Regions from separate parts of the Muntiacus reevesi genome. Here region 1 is linked to region 2. The links are chromatin contacts, called in public Hi-C maps. All regions are on one chromosome and are shown on one strand. Each heading gives the region's core, a stretch centred on a gene start, on an enhancer-like site or on the middle of the called end of the contact. The rest is flanking DNA. Distances are from core to core; before and after follow the strand shown. Region 1 holds the start of UBXN4 (UBX domain protein 4). Region 2 holds the start of ZRANB3 (zinc finger RANBP2-type containing 3).

The links. A called contact is a pair of places that touch in the nucleus more often than the background predicts.
Region 1: a Hi-C map of blood shows a contact between it and region 2, with 3 times the contacts expected there. The contact joins the promoter of UBXN4 here to the promoter of ZRANB3 in region 2. A contact is called at or near these places in 2 of 3 Hi-C or Micro-C datasets (blood and muscle).

The regions. Positions count from the first base shown.
Region 1 is chr3:210,925,385-210,930,027 of mMunRee1.1, reverse strand. UBXN4 (UBX domain protein 4) reads right to left here and starts at 2,296. Exons shown (of 13, transcript XM_065931459.1): 1 at 2,091-2,296. The coding sequence starts at 2,172.
Region 2 is chr3:210,751,223-210,755,391 of mMunRee1.1, reverse strand. It overlaps ZRANB3 (zinc finger RANBP2-type containing 3), which reads left to right and starts at 1,350. Exons shown (of 21, transcript XM_065931454.1): 1 at 1,350-1,612.

The DNA of each region.
Region 1 (4,643 bases), core at 1,047-3,546, 170 kb before region 2:
GTTTCGAAAAGGGTTTCTAAATGTTTGTTAATTAAACCTAGCATTTCTTTCAAATTAACAGGTTAGTCCAAGAGTGCCTTCAAGGAACCTTTGGACACTGATCAAATGTGCTTTCTGTTTAAAAATATGACTACTGGGACTTCCCTGGAAGGCCAGTGGTGAAAAGTTCCTCATGTCCTCTTCCAAGGCAGGAGGTGAGGGCTCCACCCCTGGTCACAAAACAGAAAGGTTGTAACAAACTCTTTAAAGACTTTAGATTTCCTGATTTCTACACCAATTTCAGTAACTACTTAAGGTCTGTTGTATAACTACCTAAGGTCTGTCTGTACAATGGTTGTTTTTTTCTCTGGAGAAACAAAAAAGACACTTTTTTGGAAGCTGATAAAAAAAAAAATCTGTCAAGAAAAGATATATATTCTTTTTGTGACACTGGTGTACGTCACTTAGCCGCTGTGGACCTAAGTTTCCTCATCGATAAAATGGGCATGATAAATAAACCCTGTTCTACGAACGTCCGGGATCAATTGAGAGTATATGTGAAAAACACAACTTAAAATGGTGTTACAACTATTACTGCACTCCTAATGAACATATTCAGTATCATCAGTTTTCCTTTCCCTTTTCTTAGGATTTTATTTATCTATGGCAGTAGCTCTCTAGTTGCAATGCATGTTTCTCATTGGGTGACTTCTCTAAGTGCCCAGCACCGGCTCTAGGCCGGGGCCGGCGGGGGGAGGGGGGAGGGCTTCAGTAGCTGCGGGGAGTGTGCTCAGTAGTTGTGGCCCACGGGCTTAATTGCTCCGTGGCACGTGGGATCTTCCACTATCAAGGACTGAACCTGCGTCTCCTGCATTTTCAGGCAGATTCTCTGCCACTGAGCCACTTGGGAAGCCCAAACGTTCCTTTTTAATCCACTTATTTTCTTACAGGTTTACAGCAGTTACTTATTATGTGAAATATAACTCTAAAAAAACAGCATAAAAGAATCTGAACTACTCCAGCTCTTCTAATTAACAGCAATGAGTTAAAATTTTACTATAATTTAAAACAACTTAAAATTTCAAATTTAATGTGAAACTCATATTTCAGCAACTTGCTCTTCACTACAGTGCATAAAGCTATAGAGTTATTACCGAGCCTTCCAAGCCATGTTAATAATGAACAAACCGTTATTAAACACAAATTGTTGAAATAATGCACCTCAAATTAACGGTAGTCGCAAATACTAATTAGGTTCAGGTAATGAGAATCAGCAAAACTTCACAGAGGCACAAGTTTACTGTAAATCTAGAAGACTGCAATAATAAAATACGGAGCAAAATAACCCAGAGCAACACAGAATAGATGAGTTAGTACACATTCTAAAACTGTATCTGTGATACTAGGAAGACAATAAAAAGAATCAATGCTTGTGTGTCTACTTCTAAACAAACGGTTAAAAAACAATCCACCTGCTACAAATTATTTCATATTAGTGTCTCCACTCCTATGGCATTCAAAAAAATCCAATTTATATAGACCTCAAAAGTTTACGTTTCAGGAACACACGAAAGCCAGTAACAGTGAACATCAGGTGGTTTCTCTTTGTTGATTACCGATGACACAGCTTTCTTCCTGAAAGTCCACAACTAATTACAAGCAAAACTGCCTGTCTACGGCCCGTCTCTCTCCTCACCTACACACTAAGTATACGGGAGTTAAAGTCCCTCCAAGTGGAGCCCTCCGTCGGGGGCGCCAGGAGGCGACGGTGGGGTCTGCGGGTGCCAACTCCGCAGGCGGCGCGGAGTCAGGCTCCACAGCGAGCAGGGCGGCCCTAGGGCCTGCTCGACCAGTCCCCTCGCCCCGCACAGGGGAGACGGCGGGGTTCAGCGCGTTTTGGGGGCGAGGCCCCGTGCCCTCTGCAGGGGGGCCGGGAAAAGCCAGCGGTGGGGGTCAGGCCAAGTGTACTCCAAACGGACGGGGAAGCGCTGAGACGCCAGGGACTGGCAGCCGGGCCTCCCGGCGCCCGGAGGAAAGGCTGGGGGCCCCTGGGGCTGGAGGTAGGCCGGAGGGGGTGTCCCTTCTACATCTCGGGCCCTCGCCTCCTTCACCTGCCACGAACACCACGAAGACGGCGCCGCTCCTCTTGGCCGACGCGATGGCGGCCGGAATGGCGCCCTGGAACCACAGCATCGCTGCCCTCGGGCCGAGGCGCTCGCTCGATGTGTTGTCGCCGCGGTCCCGGAGTTGGCCCCGCCCTCTCCGTCGCCTGGCTCCGCGGCCCCCGCAGCCCCAGCCGGCCCGCACCCCGCCTCCCGCTTTGCACAGGCGCTCAAGCCCGTCAGCGGCCCACTGGACGCGCGCAAGCGCGCAGGCGAGGCGCACCCCGCGACACGTGACGCCACACGTCGGCGTCAGCGCCGCGCCCCCGTGCCTTGTCTCGTTGGCAAGTCGGAGCGTGCGCGTGCCCGCGAGGCCGCAAGGCGCTGCAGTCCCGGAAATGGGAGGAGGCGTAGGGAAGAATGACTAATCGCTAAATCGCGTCGGTGGCGCCTTCCCGGTGCATGACGGGAATTGTAGTCTTGGCTTGGTCCCTTTAATTTTGTAGGACATGTTAATTGTGGTTTGCCGGGTACGGCTAAGGGGGCGATCGTGAGAGCCACTTCATAGTCTATAAAGAGGAGAAATGGTGCTACTCATCGGAAGATACTCTTTCTGGCATTTTCGAGACCTTAAATAAGGAGGAAATCATCCTCGCCCCGGATGGAACTCTGCCTAGTGCGACGATGTAATTCTCTATTATGATTAATGGCTGTTGTGTAATAGGATGGGTGTCTCTCGGTATGAAACTTAATGGGGTTTGTAGGGATTTACTACATCTATTGAACTTAATTTATCAGCTCGACCTTGAAGAAAAGAAATACAACAGTCACCTTCTGTAATACCATACAGCCCGTGTACCTGAGGGGAGTTTTTGGTTGAACGCAGACCTTGAGTAAGGTCGTTGGTTAGAGATCATTACAAACCTCAAAACACTTAGCTATGCTGTTGCCACAGCTGCTTTCAAAAGTTAAGTCAGGGCTTCCGGTGGAAGCCTCTGGGGAAGGGGCGGCAGGCGCCATGTTGGGTCCCGAAGGTGGCAAGAAGCCCCTGAAGCAGCCCAAGAAGCAAGCCGAGGAGATGGACAAGGAAGATAAGGCATTCAAGCAGAAGCAGAAGGAGAAGCAGAAGAAACTCGAGGAGCTAAAAGCAAAGGCCGTGGGAAAGGCCCCCTGACCACCGATGGAATTAAGAAATCTGGCAAAAAGTAAGCTGTTCCTTGTGCCTGAGGCAATGATAACCCTTAGTTCCATTCGTGTTTAAACACCTGGATTCCCTACCATAATATCTTTTGCCACCTATAGCTAGAATGAAGTGTTGTCTTGGAACGTATTGTACATTTAAGAATAAACTTTTGTAAAAAAAAAAAAAAAAGAAGCAGAGAATAGATAATTTCTTTTCCAGCTACTTTTCATGGTAATACAAAAGTGAATAAATAATTTTGTTTACCATGATATATGACAAAGTACTATTATCAAGATCTAGCACTTTGTGGTTGGTTGCCATTAAAATGAAAACTGACCCAAATTTAATGCTTTCATGAAATTACACGGTATCTAATAGCTATTGGCGAAAGATTTCTGTAGTTTATTTAAAGTTGCACAGGGTATTATATTGTACACCCTACATCACTTAATTTCTCCTCCAGCAGCACAGCCATTTGACAATATTTGCAGGATTAAGGAAGGGCTACATCTGAAAATACCCCTTTCCTACAAGTATTTAACCTAGAAATAACTAACAGATTGAATTGTGATTTTTATTTGCTTTTTTCCAATCAGGCCTCTTATGTGTTCTTATAAACTGAAACATAATGCTGATTACAGACAGTCACTATTTACAGAGGATATCATTCCTCAGGAAGAATTAGAGTTGGTTTCAACATCAACTTTAAATAGTTTCCTTAAAATTTGATCAACATATATACCCTTTCAGCAGAATAATGTCTTTATTTCTAATGTTAGAATTAAATATTAGAAGAATCATTCATAGCCTCTCACTCATTCATCAAATAGTTATTGCACATCTGCTATGAACTAGGCATTATACCTGGCCGTGATAAGGAGGTGAGGCAGTCAGACAAAGCTCCTGCCTCTGTGACTGCACAGCCTGAAAAGGAAGACAGGCATTGAGTAAGTGACTGTGATGATGAGTACCATAAGAGGGAAATTCTGAGTGCTTCAGAAATGTAATGATGTGACCAAACATGGATGTGAAAGTCGCTCAGTTGTGTCCAGCTCTATGCAGCCCCATGGACTGTATAGCCTGGAATTCTGCAGGCCAGAATACGGGAGTGGGTAGCCTTTCCCTTCTCCAGGGGATCTTCCCAACCCAGGATTTGAACCCAGGTCTCCCTCATTGCAGGCAGATTCTTTACCAGCTGAGCCACAAGGGAAGCCCAAACATGGATAGCAAGGTTAGAAAAGGCCTTCCTGAGGAGATGACATGTGAGGAGAAGTCTAGCTCTGTGAAGGAGAAGACTATTCCAGAGAGAGGAAACAGCAGTGTGAAAGCTCTGAAGCAAATGAGAATAGTACCCTTGAAGCACTGAAAAATGTTCAGCC
Region 2 (4,169 bases), core at 101-2,600:
GGGGCCGGGGAGCCCGGAGCACGGGCGCCAGCCACCCAGGAGAGCAGAGCCCCGCACGGCACCCGCTCCGGGCAGGCCTGCTGTGGCTGGTTCCCCAGTCCCTGGGGCAGCAAGAACAGCAGCAGCAGCCATGGCAGGGCCTCGGGAACCTTTCCCCCGTCTCCTCAGCTAGGCCTCGAGGGGTTTGCTTTTCACATGGCCCCCGGGTGGGGGCGGTGGGCGCAAGGTACTAGATGCAGCTGCAGCCGCAGCGGCGGGCCAGGCGAGCCGGGGCTCCCTCAGAACCCGACCTCCCAGCGGGGCTGGCAGCAGGAGCACCTCGGCGGGGCCCTGGCTGGAGCGTCGACCGCTCGGCGGGGAAGGCCACCTTCTCACACACCACATCTCTCCCCTGACTGCCTCCTTCTCCGTTAGCGCTACCGGCTGGCGGGCGGGGGAGGGGAGCGAGGCGCGTTATTCCCGGGGAGCTGAGGGAGGGGGAGGGGAGGGCATCTCTTACCCGCGTTACTGAGGAGGAGGAGGCGGCGGTTGGAGCGCGGCGCGGCGGGGCGACGGCGGGGCTGGGTGGGTGCAAGTAGGAGTCTTACGAAAGGGAATTAACCCCATCACCAGCCCGGACACCGGCTCCAGCGGCAGCCGCGGCTGGCAGAATCCCGCCCCTTCCCACCACGCACTAGCTCCGCCTCCTCGTTCTCTTTGAGAGCAGTCGACAAATCATAGGATGTACATCCTTGGAGTGGCAGGAGGATTACCCAATCACACCTCAACAAACGGCCTTCTCTCCACCCCTTCATCTCCTCCCGGGCCGCGGGAGAGCCGTGCCAAATCTTTCTCCACCCTCAAGGGAAAAAGAGCCAATCGGCTGTAAGTATCCGCCCTTGAAGGACACAAAGGACAACCAATAATAAACCTAGGAGGACAGCCATTTTGCCCACTTGAGAAAGAGCCACCTTTTCCCACGAGTTGGAACCTGAGGTTGGGGGAGTTCTGGGAATTTTTACTGACCTCGATGTATTGGAAAGACAACTATATTTCCTCAAGAGTATTTATACTGTTTTATAAGAGGAAAGGGAAATTTTCGTCCTCCATGTGACTGGAGGTGGGGAATGCTGCTGAAGGATTTGGCTCCTCCTCTCAGCGGTAACGGGCTCTGAGACCAACACCTGGTTTCTCCAGCCTCAATGGGGAAAGGCGGGGTGATTGCCCTTCTCGGCTTGCAGCCGACTACAGCTCCCAAAGTGCTTTGTCCCCGCCCACATCCTTTCCTCAGTTTGCTTCCCGCGGGGCCTGACGGGAATTGTAGTTGATGGGAGGTACCCACGCCGCCTCATCGGCCAATGAAAAAGAATATACTTCTGCAGGATTTGGAGTTTGGGGCTGGGAAGTAACCCCAGGGCTGTGGTGAAGCCTTTTCGCCACCCTAATAGAAGAGCGAAAAGCGTTAGAAAAGGGAGTCGGGGAAGAGTGTTTTCTCGGAACGCGGTAGGGATTTTAGATTCCTACTATTTGCACTCTATTACTTTCAGTTTGTCCCTTTGAAGTCACTTCCGCTTTGGGACGGACACAGGCCAAACCCGTGGCGGGAGTTGGAGATTCTGCAGCGGATACCCAGGTGTGGTCGTCCGGGAGTGGCGTGGCGGGATAGTTGGTTGTTTCTTGCGTGAGTGATAGAAAGTTGAACAGAATTTAATTGCAGTTTAAGAAAGAGTGAATGAAATGGGATGGGGGTAGTTCCAAAGTCCAAGATGCCATTCTCCAGCCTGCTCGTAAATCCCGGAGTCTCACTTGTCTTTTGATTTGCCAAGTATTAGATTGCACGCATGAATTTGGGGGAGTGTGCCTCTAAAACCTTCACGTCTTCAGTTTGACTAAAAGGAACCGACTCAGAAGTTCTGAGCGAAGTCTTCCCATTTTTTACAAACCAACTTCTAAAGGCTGGTTCCAAGAAAAACTGCAGAAGGGCTCATGATTGATGCTTGAGAATAGTCTCATTACTTTTTTATTTCTTTTTAGTAAAGCAGGCATTAAACATGTGTCGACCGGATGCCAACTATAGTACCCCGATGAATACAGATCATTAGAAAGGCGTTGGAGCCAAAAGCCTAACAAGTTGAACAATTAGGCCCTGTTTGTACCCCTGTTCGCGTGCTAAGTTCTGTTTGTTTTTACCGTTGAACCTTCGCTTTGAGGTTCCTTGGATAACTCATTGATCAAAGGAAATGCAGAAGGTGGTATCAGACAAGGTCTTCCCCCCCCCCTCCCGCAAAAACAGGACTCCCTCCCCTAGCCTGATGACTTTCACCATCATTTTCACAGACTTTCTCCCATAAGTTCTTACTCAATTTTCTCTCTTCTTTCGCTGAGACTTAGAAATTATATTGAAAATATTTATTGGGAATTTAATACCGTGTTAGGCACTATGCCGCTTTCCTGGTGGCTTTACAGTCTTGTAAAGAATTTGCCTGCAGTGCGGGAGACCTGGGTTCCATCCCTGGGCTGGGAAGATTCGCTGGAGAAGGAAGGAATAGGCTACCCACTCTTGTATTCTTGCCTGGAGAATCCAAGGGACAGGAGCCTGGCGGGCTACAGTGCATGGGGTCGCAAAGAGTCGGACAAGCCTGAGCAATTAAACCCAGGCCAACCAGCCACTATGCCAGATTTAGGAATAGCAGTGCCAAAAAGACAGACTCCTTATCCAAAAGTAATGAGGAAGACAGAAGCCAAACAAAATTAATGATAGGGTTACTTGTTCTCCTATCTCTAAGTCAAATCTTCATTAGTCATGTTTTGCTAGTTTTTTCATTCTATATGTGGAGGACTAAACTAAGCATATTTTCTCTGGTTTTTTTTTTTTCTTTTTTTTTTTTTACTTCAAACACTGATAGCTTTGTGTCCTAGACTGATGAGTGGTGTTTATACATCAACTAGATGGTAAATTTTATAGTGTAATACTGGTAGATACAGGAATGTCATCACACTTTTCAGCCCAGTGTTCTGGGTCCTCCAGACAAAGTGTTGCTTCTTTCTTTTTAATGTTAATTGGGAATTTCTTATAATTTGCACAAAGTTCTTCTGTAGATGCTTAGTTTTTTTTTTTGTCATGAGTGCTTCCAGTGTAAATCAAGTCAATAAATAGTCATGATGGCTTTCATTTTATTGACTGTTTCCTCTGAGCCAGGAATGGTGTTAAGTGCTTTCAGGAGTGTCCCCTTCAACAATCTGCAAGGATTGTTCTGTGACATTTTTATAGGTGAAACTGGAGCTCAGGGAAAACTAAACAAAATTTTTTATTGAAGTATTAGTTGATTTCAAATGTTGCGTTAGCTTCTCCTGTATAGCAAGGTGAGTCAGTTACGCATGTACATATATCCACTCTTAAATTTTTTCCCCTTTAGGTCATTACAGAGTATTGAGTAGAGTTCTCTGTGCTATACAATAGGCCCTTGTTAGTTACCTGTTTTATGTATAGTAATGTGTATATGTCAGTGGGCTTCCCAGGTCGCTCAGCTGGTAAAGAAGCCATCTGCAGTGCGGGAAACCTGGGTTCGATTCTTGGGTTGGGAAGATCCCCTGGAAGAGGGCATGGCATCCCACTCCAGTAGTCTTGCCTGGAAAATTCCATGGACAGAGGAGCCGGGTGGGCTTACAGTCCATGGGGTTGTAAAGAGTCGGACATGACTGAGCGACTAAGCATAGCACAGCACATATATTAATGCCAATCTCCCACTTTATCCGTCCTCACCCTCAATAAGACTTTAAGGCCTGGGTCAGCAAACTTTGGAGCTGAGATTCACATCCAGCTCTTGTCTCATTCCTGAATTCTTAACCACTGCTCATCCTGCCTCTTATTTATTAATTTCCCAATATGTGCCAGGCATATAGTGAGAAATGTGAAATTTCATCGTAGGATTCTGGAACCAATAGTGGCAGTCACTTCCTCTTTTAAGTTCTCCTTTGGCATCACATAATAATACTCATTGTATTTAAAAACACAGGAAAATATTTAAAAGGAAGTGAAGCTCATTAGTATTCCTATTGCTCAGAGATACTTCTAGAAATTTTGACGAGTATCTTTTCAGATCTCTATCTTAATAGGTACAGATGTCTATGAATAGTATGAGACTACTTTGCTCGTTTGTAAGTTTTCTTGACTCAAAAAGTAGGCTGTG